2 separate regions of the Macaca mulatta genome follow, and region 2 is linked to region 1. A link is a contact called in public Hi-C data. All regions are on one chromosome and are shown on one strand. The core of a region is the stretch at or near the end of the contact, and the rest is flanking DNA. Distances in the headings are between cores, read along the strand shown.

Region 1 (6,348 bases), core at 1,383-3,882:
AAAAAGGAGGGAGCAAATTGGTGGCCACAAGGAGTCCTCCTATTGCTACCACTTAATATTGTCTCAGCTTCTCTAGAGTCAGGAAAATACCATAAGAAAGAACTGCAAAGTGTTACAAAACAGGAACTGCCATGTAATATAAAACCCAGCTTACAGACACAGAGACACTCAGCATGGAAAAATGGAAAAACGTACAAGACAAGGAGAGCGAACTAGTTCGACCTCAGATCGTCAATGTCAAATGAACGAAAGATATTTGAGAAACTCACCAAGTTTTCATTTACTATGCCATCACTTGCTGCAAAGAAAGCCAGAACATGGGATATAAAATATCTCTCCTCGGGCTTCAGGGATTCCCAGTGCTGAATGTCCTTGGACAGGTCCACCTGAGGTTCGGAGTCACAATTTTAGCATAAAAGGAAGACAGCGAAGCTTGCAGGACTCACACCGAGCTCTCTGAAACTTTAAGTGTGCTGGCACCACTAACTAACTATGCCCCACAGTTAGCCCCCCTTGCCAACGGGAACCTCCAAGTGCATTTATGTCTGAGGTGTCACGGTCCCCCCTGCAGGGGTCTTCGGGGGTCCTCCGATTACCTCCTCGGCAGTCCAGAAGGAAGCCTCCGCCTTCTTATACATCTGCCAGATATCATGGTACTCGATGGGGAAGATGACAAAGCGGCGGGGGTTTTCTCTCAGCAGCGGTTCATCCTCCACGCCGGGGGCAGCTGCTTTAGTTTTCTGTTGGGGAAGAAAATAAAACATTCAAGTACGGGGCGAACCATATGAAACTAATGTTTTTCTCACCAAGTCCGTTCCATGGGCGGCAATTTCATGGGACCCGATGTGAAAACGTGGCTGTCCCGTCGCACTCCGTGGGTCGCAGCAGAGGAGCGCACGCCCAAACCGGGAAATGGGCCGAGGGGCACGGGAGGTCGCCCTGGGGAGGGGCCGCGTAGGCGGGAAAGGAACCGGCGCGGGAGTGTGAACAGCTGAGGAGACAATGCGGTTTTGGCGCCAAGACGCCCAAGGCCGCCCCTGGCCCCTCTGCCCCACGCCCGTCACTCACCGGCTCCACGGGCTCCTGGAAGATCCTCCTCGCGGTCTTGCTGGCCAGGACGCGGGCCCCGCTCAGGGCTGGCGGCTGCAGGGAGACGTGTGTGAGTCGGAGGCGGCTTCGCTTCCCTGCCTCCCTCCCCGGTCCGCAGCACCCTCCCCGCGCGCTCACCGTGTTCTCCTTGTCTACCAGGCTTAGCCCCTTCAGCGGCGAGAGCTGCAGCTGCTGCGGGTTCGTGATGGGCGCGAGCGGGATGCGGACGGAGAGCATAGTGGCGGCGCAGCGAAGTACAGCGACAGGCCAGAACAGGATGGCTGGGACGCGAAGCACGGGCGACCCCTCGGTCCAGCAGCCTTTAAATCTCCCGTGCCGGCCCTTCCCATTCGCTTTGGCGCCCCGGCCCTTCCCATTGGCTGTGCCGTGCCCCCGACCCTTCCATTGGCTGCACCTTGACCCCACCCAGGCTGGCCGCGGGACAGCGCGCGATTTTCAAGCGCAGCGCGGGAGCCTCCGCCGGCGCCTTCCGGGGACCACCGGGGACACCCCCGTGGACGCCCCCCGGGACCTCCCGGTTCCCCCCGCTCCGTCCGCTGGCTGGGTCGGGGGCGCCGCCGCCCGGGCCTCCACAGGTCCCACGGGACCAGGACCGCAGTCCCTGAGAGTCTCGGCGGCGTTGGCGCGCGCGGGCCCCGGTTCGCCCGGGAACCGTTTGGGATTGCGTGAGGCGCAGCGATTGGAGCCCGCGGGCGCGCTTCCCAAAAGCGCCTCCTCCCAGCCGCGCCGCCGCAGGGCAGGAGACTTTGCCAACGAGGTTGGTGCAAAGGCCTGGAAGACGCTCCTGGGTCGGGGGAGGCGTTGCTGCGACCCTTTCGATCTGTGTCCCTGGGGTGGGAGTGCAAGGGCCCCGAGCCCTGACATTTGGGCGGGGTGGTCGGCGAGGACCCTACAGCCTAAAAGTTAGGGCTGCTGAGCCCCGCGGCTCGTTTTGTTGTGACTGGGACATGCGACCAGGCTTCTTACAGATTCGGCGTCCCCCTGAGTAAAATGGGACTCGTCACCGCGTGGGGTGTTAATGTGGTGAGGAGAGCATTCGTTGAGATGACTCATGTAAAATGTGCAGTCCTTCGTAAACCTTCAAACTCCAGGACACGGAGAGAAGGCCCTTGGTGCAATTTTCCACAGAAATCCTGTCTCCTGTCAGACCCCTGTCCCCTATTGTCACCCTTGCTTTAAGAATTGCAAACTGTGGCTGGGCGCGGTGGCTCACGCCTGTAGTCCCAGCACTTTGGGAGGCCGAGGCAGGAGGATTGTTTGAGGCCAAGAGCTGGAGACCAGCCTTGGCAACATAGTGAGACCCCGCCCCCATTAAAAAAAGAAAAAAAAAACTTGTTTTAATTGCAAACTGAGCAAAAATTCCTGGGAGAAAGTTCACAGAATGATTTTAGAACTAGGATTTAATGTACTACTCATTGGGCATCAAATATGCTGAAGAGGAGTTTGAAAACACTGAGGTAGAGCCTGGAACTTAGCAACAGCTTTCATTTAATTGTCTATGTGGCTTTCCGATTTGCCAGGCCCTGCAACGGCAAAATGCCAAAAATAAAGGAAGAGAAAGAAACTTTAAGATCCAAGAAGAAATCATTAACCTGAGAAAGCTTCAACAGCTGCACTCAGGGCTGTTATTGAGAGACTCGGGACTTTTTACAAAGCCTTTTCTAGATACTTTATAGAGGGTGGGGTTGGACAGATACCCTCCCCATCTAGGTCTGTTTCTCTCATTTCTTAAAAGTACTACGGACTTGTATTCAAAGTATTCTCGTGTTGCAGGGATAAGTGACCATCACATTCCTTACACAAAGCCACAACCAAAACTTTGGTGTAGCATGATTTGTTTAAAGCAACTTGCCATCCATTGCCAGTTTCACCCCCAAACACACTAAAGCATCCATCTCCAGGAAATTGGTATTTTTATTGATTACTTTATGGCTGATAAAGCTATTATCTAACAAAATTATAATTTCTTGGTGTAATACTCAACTCAGATTTCAATGTCCCATAATCAACGTCTAAAGCCCTGGTTTTGGTTGCCCTACGGCGCCACGTGCTTTTTTGCTCCTGTTAAACTCACTGTTAACTGAAATAGCCAGAGGTGGCTTCACTTACAGTTTAGTTCCTGGCCACGTAATTAACAGCCATTGTAGAAGGCGCGGAAAGATGCGTACGTGTTAGAGGCCAGGTGAAGTCGCCATCCTCCCCTCCCGCGCTGAACCTGAGTCATCTCGGCGTGGCCCTCCTCCCTCCAGGTCCGGCATCTTTGCCCCGCTGCGGAGGTGGCGGCGCCCACGGCCACGCGGCAATGCGGAAGGTTCCGCCTCTGGGGGGTCGGGCAAAGCAGCCACTCCCGGGAGGGCGCCCGCCGCCGCCGCCGCAGGCGCCGGGCTGCTGCTAGCGCCGGGATTTACTCCTTTTTCCGTCGGTGCTCGTTTTTTTGGTTTTATTTAAGTGAACAGACAAGGGTCTCGCTTGTTTGCCCAGGCTGATCTCAAACTCCTGGCCTCAAGCGATCCTCCCTCCGCCTCCCTAAGCCCCGGGATTCCTGGCGGGAGCCACTTGAGCGCGCGTTTTGACATCTGCATCTACACCATTGGTCTGCACGGGAGGCCCCGCCCCGTTCCCCGGAAGGCTCCTCTGCATTCCCAGCCTCAGGTGCCCCGCCCCGTTTCCGCTGCGCGCTCTCCCGCTCATACGCCCCCAGCCCGGACAGGTTTGCAGGTCCCTGGCCAAGGTTAGCGCGACTTCCAAAAGGCTGTTCCTACCTGTCCACCATTAGGGTGGAAAAACCGCGGCCCGGGGAGCTCAGCACTCACTGTGTACCAGACGCCGTGCCGAAGGTGGTCATAATAATAATTACGGCTGCAGCACCCACAGCCTCTGGGCACCTGGATCGTGTGAGGCTGGGTTTTTTTTGTTTTGTTTTGTTTTGTTTTAGTTTTTTGGTTTTTTTGTTTTGAGACAGGGTCTCGCTCTGTTGCCCAGGCTGGTGGCTGCATCATAGTTCACTGCAGCCTCAACTTTCCGAGCTCAAGCGATCCTCCCACCTCAGCCTCCCAAGTAGCTAGGACTGCAGGCATGCACCACTCTGCCAGGCTAATTTTTAAATTTTTTGTAGAGATGGGTTCTCGGTATGTCACCCGGGCTGGTCTTGAACCCCTGGGCTCAAGCCCTCCACCCGCCTTGGCCTCCCAAAATGCTCAGATTACAGGCGTGAGCCACCGTCCCACCGGGGTTGGTATTTTTAACCCCGTTTCATAGGTGAGGAAATGAAGACCTGAGAGGCAAGGAAACTGCCCAAGGTCGCACAGCACAACTGCACAGCAGAACGTTTCTACCCTAACTTTTTATTATGAATGTTTTCAACATACAGAATAATGGAACGATTGCTAGCATTCGCCCACTACCTAGGATTCAACAGCTGTTTCTATTTTGCCATATTTGCCTCATGGCAAATATGGCAGACACCCCCTCTGTGGGTGTGTGAGGCTTATGCTTTTTTATGGATCATTTGAAAGTGATAGATATCATGACCCATTACCCCTAAACGTTTCAGCTCCTAAAAATAAGGACACTCTCTAACATCACCACAATACCACATTTATCCCTAGGAAAACTAACAATACTCCAGTATCACCTAATATCCAGTCCATATTCCTGTTTTTCCAATTGTTTCAAAAATGTCTCATAGTTTTTTGGATTTACTTTTTTTATGCAGGATCTAATTAAGTACATGCATTGCGTTTGGTTATTATGTTGCTTTAGACTCTTAATAAAGCTCTTCCACTTCTTTTCCCCACGACATTGGCTTTGAAGTACAGGCCAGTTTTCTTGTAGAATGTCCCACATCCTACATTTGCCTGATTGTTTATTCACGGTGTCAATTAACTTGTTTTCCTGACCCCTGGACTCTACACTGGAAGTTAGGTGAAAAGGCTTTATTAGGCCCTGCTTGGAGGCTCACGCCTGTAATCCCAGCACTTTGGGAGGCTGAGGCAGGCAGATCACCTGAGGTCAGGAGTTTGAGAGCAGCCTGGCCAATATAGGGAAACCCCATCTCTACTAAAAATACAAAAATTAGCCAGATGTGGTGGCAGGCGCCTGTAATTCCCACTACTTGGGAGGCTGAGGCAGGAGAATTGCTTGAACCCAGGAGGCAGAGGTTTCAATGAGCCGAGATCACACCATTGCACTCCAACCTGGGCAACAAGAATGAAATTCCGTCTCAAAAAAAAAAAAAAAAAAAAAAGGCAGGTGGGGAGTGGTCGTTATTAGACTTAGGCTAAAAGTTATTGGCAAGAAGACTTCATAAGTGATAATATAGCTAGGATTTGAACCCGGGTCTGACTAACTCCAGAATTCCAGACTCTCAAAAACTTTAATATGAACTGCCAATTACATTATATATATTATATATAAAATATATAATATATATATAATATATATTATAGAGAGAGAGAGAGAGAGAGAGAGATGAGATCTCGCTATATTGCCCAGGCTGGTCTCAAACTTCTGGGTCAAGCTGTCCTTCTACCTCAGCCTCCCAAAGTGCTGGGATGACAAGCATGAGCCCTTGCGCCCAGCCCAGCATTCTTAATGTAGCACGGCACAGTAGCACCACAACCACAAGTCTCAGGAGCAGCCCAGTTCAACTTTATAATTAGTTTATGTGTCACTCACTCAGAGGTCAGCAGGAAATGGTTAAGCAGGAAGCAGGGTGGACAACCAGATGAAACTGTCTGATGTTGATATGAGTGTCACCACATCATGTGTGTCTAGAACATTCGCATTGGAGAGCTTCAGCCACTAAGAGGCCATTTTCAGGAGATGGTGAGGATGGGGCAGCCAGCACAGTACAGAACCTTTGGGATCAATGATTTTCTTTGTGCTCAGATAACCTCTAAAATGGTGTTGAAAAGTGATGTGCCACTTTGCACACATTTAAAGTGACATTTAGCCAGGCACAGTGGCACACCGTTATCGTCCCAGCTACTCTAGAGGCTGAGGAAGGAGAATTGCTTGAGACCAGGCATTTGAAACCAGTCTGGGCAACATAGCAAGACCCCTGTCTCTCAAACTAAAATAAGAATTAAACTGACATTTAAACTTTTTGTCATAAATTAAATAGTTACAGGAGATGTAATCTCCATCATGTTGCAAATATGAGCACTTTAAAACGAAAACTGGCCAGCATAGTGGCTCACACCTGCAATCCTAGCAGTTTAGGAGGCTGAGCTGGGA
Region 2 (6,392 bases), core at 1,378-3,877, 140 kb after region 1:
AGTCTGCAACTAAACAGTTTTGTTTAATGTTAAAAACCTGCTGGCATACATATAAGGCGAGTGTAGAAACACAAGCCAGAGCTCTCCCTTGGGTCCAGTGGGAGCAACAAGATGGGCACACTTTGTTCCTCAGTTTTAACACTTTGCATGGATTCTACCTAATGGGGAGCCCCGAGTGAGCAAGAGCACAGGGCTATTCACCCAAATCCAGGTAAAACCAGGCTCGGACTGTTCCTATCCTGCAGACAAATAGTATCAATGTGATTACAGAAAACACTCCACTATCTTTACAGAGGATGGGAAAGAGGTAAAAAGTACGATGAATGAGGACACATCCAACTCCTCCTTTATAAAACATATGGGAGTGCATGTATACACACACACACGCTTAAAAAGCCCCATTTCAGAATCGGAGTAGGCTGAAGATTTACAACCTTCCTTCTCTAGAAAGATGTGAAGATCTCTGACATAAAACTTTAAGAACTCAAAAGATGACCTTTTCTGTTTTCATGCTTCCCACTTATTTTGAGAGAAAACATTTGTATTCAAATAATTAGAACATTAATGTCAAAAGATGAGCAACTAATATTATTCCCACCCAAATTATTGGAAGAGAAAAAAACTAACCACAAACATAAACTGCTGAACAATCCAAGGTGCTCTACAAGATTCCTTTTAAAACGTCTAGCCCATTTTTCTAAGGACAGTTCCTCATTCCTGACCAATAATTTATGCCCTTAGAATGTTTCAAAGTATTTAATTTTGTTTTCAAACCTCAGTTTGAAAATGAGAGGAAAACAAAATAAGATGATTTAAATGATCAAAGGATTAACTGATACAGACTTTTATTCTAAATGCTCTCAAGCACGGAAACCAACAAGAAATCAGATCTTGAATTTATAATGATTCCTCCAGGAAGCACTGCGGCAGCCACATCAGCGCTGTTCACACTTGGCTGCTTCCGCCAAGTTAGTCCTCAAAGAGAAAACAAGGAGGAAAAAGACAAAACAAAACAAAACAAACAAACAAAAAAACCCACTGTGCTCAAAACAGAGATCACCATCAGAGGTTCATTTCACAGCAGGTATAAGGAAAGTAACTGAGAATCAGTTTTATAAAATCCCCAACTCACCCACTCCTTTTGAGCTTTATCATCAACACTACAAACCAAGACACAATTCCAATAAAGCATGCTAACCGTGTAGTCTAAAGAGAGTAGTCAGGAATGTGAACTTTAACAAGTGAATTTAATTTGTGGAGAGAAATGCACTTATCCTCACTGCCTACCCTAAAAACATTCACCTTTCACAAGAATATCACACAGCGCACAGTCTCTGGCTATCAGTATCTTTAAACTCAAAAGAGACGGTGTCAAGCTGTGACTGAGCCTCAGGCTTTGAAGATATAGATGGCAAAAGACACACAGTTAAACAGGTGACAAAGCCAAGGCCAGGACCCAAGTCTCCTGATTCCAACCTCAAGGCTCTTTTCTCAAAACCACACTGCAACAGTGACAAATAGAAAGCCAGAGAAGTACCTTGTGGAAAAATTGTTTGGTGAAGTAGACGAACGTAGAGAAAAGGGCGAACCCCGAATGGTTCTGAGCAGGTTGCTTTTTGGTCACGAGGCATGAAATTAAAGGTCTCTGCATTTCGAACCACAGAGCTAGGCTGTTTCAAACTTCCTCTTTGACTTCACATAAGTCATGAGTCTAGCTGGTGACGTGGCTCCATGAGACAGCAGCAGCGGTCGTGGACACAGGCCCAGTTGCCTCTGGGAGTCTTTATCACTTTAACCCATCCTAGTATTTAAATTCAATTTAGGGCCGGGCGCAGTGGCTCAAGCCTGTAATCCCAGCACTTTGGGAGGCCGAGACGGGCGGATCACTAGGTCAGGAGATGGAGACCATCCTGGCGAACACGGTGAAACCCCGTCTCTACTAAAAAATACAAAAAAAAACTAGCCAGGCGAGGCGGCGGACGCCTGTAGTCCCAGCTACTCGGGAGGCTGAGGCAGGAGAATGGCGTAAACCCGGGGGGCGGAGCTTGCAGTGAGCTGAGATCTGGCCACTGCACTCCAGCCCGGGCGACAGAGCCAGACTCCGTCTCAAAAAATAAAATAAAATAAAATAAAATAAATAAATAAATAAATTCAATTTAGTCAAACGCCGCATAATATCATTTCAGAAAGTAATCAATCTACTAAATTGAATGTAGAAACCCTAGGGAAATTTCTACTTTAATTCTCTAAATCAGTGAAAAAGATTGCTCTAAGAGAGTTAATAGAAACCTAACAACCAAAATTAAAATGTGAGGTCCATAATGTAGTTATTCTAACCCCAAATCCAACAGCACTAAAAGAGAATGAAATCACCATTTTCTAAGACATTTATATACAGTTATACAATTCAACTGAAGCCAGGAGAGTGGGAAATAGTTTAACAAATCAAAGTCAGATTGTTCAGGAACATTTTACTAAGTATGATATGGCAGACACATAATCATCATAGCATTCCTTCCCCAACCCAAAATAAACAAACAAACACTGATGACCTTCCTTCTCTCTGGGCCTTGTGGTCCCCTGCTAGTCCTCCATCTGTGTGGGCTCCATTAATTCATGTGGCCCAAGAAGATATTGGGGACTGAGTCACAGACTCAGAAGCAGAACCCAGTCCCACTCAGAGAACCCCAGCATGCCTGCTCTGATGGTGGGAGGAGACCAGCCTATCCCAGGGAAGAATGCTACCCCCAAGAAATAAAAGACTTCCAGTGGCAGCCAGCATTTGTGTTATTTCTCAGACTATCCAATCACCATCAAGGAAAAAGAAAAAGAATTGGCAGGAGGCGGGCAGGGAGGACAGGGATGTGGGAATAAAGAGGCACTAACTTGAAATCTTCCCACATCTATGTGGGGCGTTTCCCTGAAGAAAAACAAGAACGAGTCAGCAGCCTGGCTGTTGCCTCAGCACCACCTTCCCACACCGCCCACATATGGGCTTGGTTTCTGTGGAGTGTAGGGAGCCAGGGAAAAAGTCACAGAGATAAAAAGAGAGACAAAAAAAAAAAAACCCAAAAAAAACACACCACCACTGTGGAGGTACCTGCACACTCTTCTCCCGTGTCACGGTCCTGTAAGCAGGACCTGGTGAACCTAAGGACACTTGGCATATACAGTGATTTGGCACCTGTTGTCCCAAGTAAGTACAGTGTTTGTTCTGAAATATGCAGAACTGGATGCAGGTGTGACACAAGGCACACAGGCCACATTCCATCCTCACCAGGCACGGAACAGGGCAGGCAAGCCCATGGGCCAGAAAGGAAGAGCTGGCGGGCAGGCTGCCTTCCAATCAGAAGTTCTCTTTCATTTACAAGGAAAAGCTAAAAACAAAATCCCTAAGTTAATGTAGGGAGTGCCCTGTATTTACTAAAGGATTGAGGGTCTTGCGTGCAGAAGAGCTCCACATAAAAGAAATCTGAACTCCAAGGCCCCATGCTGCCTTGAAACTGCTGTGCTGGGTAAGTTCAGTTACTACTAATGATGTCAGGTCACAGTCAGGCTCTCTGCTTTAGTTTCCAAGTAGCAAAACTGGTTGAAAAGACAGCTTGAGAAAGCTACCACAGATAGAATTTCCAGGAAGGACCTAGGAGAAGGAGGGTTAAGGTGACAAGCTATCAAAAAAGAAAGTTTTATAGAGGAGTCAATTGTTTCTTGACAGTGGCAGGGTGGAGGAAGGGGGAAAATTCAACCAAAAAAAAAAAGAAAAAGGAATTCAAGTAGCAGCCCAGATGCAGGCTACACAGACATGGGTGCTTGAAATCCGTTTCACAAGACGCAAGTTTCACTACCAAACTACAGCTTTCTTCAGCTGCCAAGTCCCTCCCTGGTCCAGAGACAGCTTCCGCTTGGCCCTTACCCCCCGGCCTGCGCGATGACAAATGTACGCTTCGTTACCTGTGGATTCCAAGTTCTACCGTGGTTCGATGGACTTTATTTTACATCTGCATGGAACATGTCTTCAAGCCAAAGTCCAACAGACTTAGCTTTAAAAAAAACGAGAAGTTTCTAGGAGAAATCATCCTCACAATCACCCCGAAAACAGCAGCTTCGTCAAAGAAAAATGTCCAATTGCTAAATAAAGACTTTATTCTATATCAGCTAATTAAAGGCATTCTCTACAAACTTCCAATCGAGGAAGTTTTCTTGTTATTTCCAATACTGATCAAGCTACAACTCTAAAAACTACTCATTCCGTATAAAGGAATGTGACTATCTCGACTCTGGTACAAAACATTTCATTTTTTCTTTTAACAGGTATGTATTGTTAAACTGCGTAAGAGAAAACCCCTGGGATCAAACAAATCTCAATTCAGAAGCCTCCACGGCTATACCTTGGGTTTTCCTTGGGGTTTAAGGATAGAAATGCATGAATAATCCAGCTCAGTCTAGTCAGCTTCGTGATCTGCCTAGACACTAAAAGCCTCTTCTCCTGCATTTTAAAAGTAACAGTGCTTCCTGACATCTTTTTCTACTTAGGCCAGGGAGTATACCTTTAGTTTTAAATCTCCTGTCTTCATTTAATTGCAATTGCAAGTAGGATGTTTGACTCACTTCTCTCCCCCCTCCTTCCTCCCATCACACTGGAAATTTAAAGTTGTGAAACAAACCAAACCTGTCCCTGCCTAATGGAACCAAACGTGGCAACACCTTATTTTAATGGCACACTTGATGGGTGCTTCACTAGAATGGAATCCTTCTAAATGCAAGCAATATGTTCAGTCCAAACAAACTAAAAATTACTCTCACAATGAATTCCAAATATTAGGCTTAGACAAAACAACAAACTTATTAAACTCATAAACCTGCATCCCAGAAGCAGAAAGACTTTCGTTCAGGTTACCAGGATGGTTACACCCCCCTTTTACAGAATGGACTCTACAAGCCTCAATAATCCCTCACCAAGAACTCTATCGGCTTTTGCCGAGACAAGGAGACAAAACAGAGAGATACTGATTTCCCATCCAAACACAGACTCCCCCACAGAAAAGCTTCTTGGTACTTAGCTGGGCTCCAAATTCTACTTTAATCCTCTTTCCTTTGTAACATGAGTCTTTCCATGACATAAACCATTGGACTCTGAAGGACAACCCTTCCAAAGGCCTCAGAGTTCCTTCTTAGAGCTGATAGATCATAATTAAAAGCAAAAGCACAGCGTCCTCTGATTTGACAGGGTTTTCTTCCCCCAGGAAACAAGGCTCTCTGATTTTGTCCTGTCTCTGACTGCCCCTTCTTCTTCTCCACAGGCTGAGACACCACACTGAAGGGAAAAAATGGACAGGGACTGAACTGGGAAGAGACAAAAGTATGTTGAAATTGGCTCTGGCACACCCAGAGATAAGATCACGCCATCAAGAAAAAGACGCAGTTCCATCTGTCGGCGAGCAACCTGCTCACAAACTGGGACAAAGAGCTTCCTTCCAAAGGTTTGATAAAGACTTTCCAAAGCAACCAGGTTCCAAACACAGCACTTCAGGAGAAACGCCCAAATCTTCAGCGTGTTTTACCACGGAACGCACAACACAGTAAAACCAAGTCAGACTCTACATCTATCTACTTCTCTGACGCTACTTACTCCAGCGGGAGCTTGGCGCACGTCTGGCAGAAAGTTCTTGCTGTTACTATTTTTAAAATTAAATGTGTGAATGAAAACTACAACATAATTCACTTTACAGTGTAAGGATTTAGGTGTTACCACTGGAAAAACCTCTTATTTTGTATTCCCAGGATTCATTACATCCTTTAAAACTGTGCTTACTATTCATGAAGATCATACCTATGCACAGATGATCAAAGAAATCCTGCAATTTCCTTTGACCGCAGCTGTTTTCCCATCTGCCACACTGGGTAGCTGACTCTACCAAAGGTGTCCCTACACCACCCCCAGACATCCCCTTCTTTAGTGCCTGCTGGCTCACAGGTCTCCCTCAGAGCTGGCTGGCCCAGTTTTCACTGGATTCCAATACAGCAGCTTTTTAGTTTATAATTTATCTTCCGTGCTTAAATGTTACTCATCCAACTTAAACGTTATAATATAATCCAACATAAATTATTTCTTACGAGCAAAGGTGCTCTCATTTATATTAGTGAGTCCATAAAGTTGCTCTATTAATAATAATACCTACATTTTTAAGTAATCTTCCCTGCCAATAACGTTTTCTATTCATTTCAAGGTCTAGAGTTTAGCTTCCTCAGAAGACCTCATTTGGATGACCAAGCACCAAGCACATAATTGCATGGAGTACTGAGTGCTTTTTATGGGTGCTGGGCAGGCAGCCATGCCCCACTAACTATGAACACAGGTGAGGCAGCTTAGCACAGCACCTAGCATATAACAG

The links. Hi-C and Micro-C count contacts between places; a contact is called where the count stands out from the background.
Region 2: a contact with region 1 is called in a Hi-C map of cortical neurons, with 2.8 times the contacts expected there. The contact joins the enhancer-like site here to the promoter of RRM2 in region 1. A contact is called at or near these places in 6 of 14 Hi-C or Micro-C datasets (CD4 T cells, cortical neurons, fetal cortex germinal zone and 3 more).

The regions. Positions count from the first base shown.
Region 1 is chr13:114,701,114-114,707,461 of T2T-MMU8v2.0, forward strand. It overlaps RRM2 (ribonucleotide reductase regulatory subunit M2), which reads right to left and starts at 2,633. Exons shown (of 14, transcript XR_013403056.1): 1 at 1,228-2,633; 2 at 1,069-1,143; 3 at 597-740; 4 at 270-386.
Region 2 is chr13:114,837,759-114,844,150 of T2T-MMU8v2.0, forward strand. The region is part of intron 8 of GRHL1 (grainyhead like transcription factor 1); the gene reads right to left. Among named protein-coding and RNA genes, the nearest start is that of GRHL1, 22 kb to the right of the region's middle. Within about 2 kb of position 2,628, at least 9 of the 40 cell types and tissues checked have an H3K27ac peak or open chromatin away from gene starts, as enhancers often do. A contact at or near this core is called in cortical neurons, where this site is marked.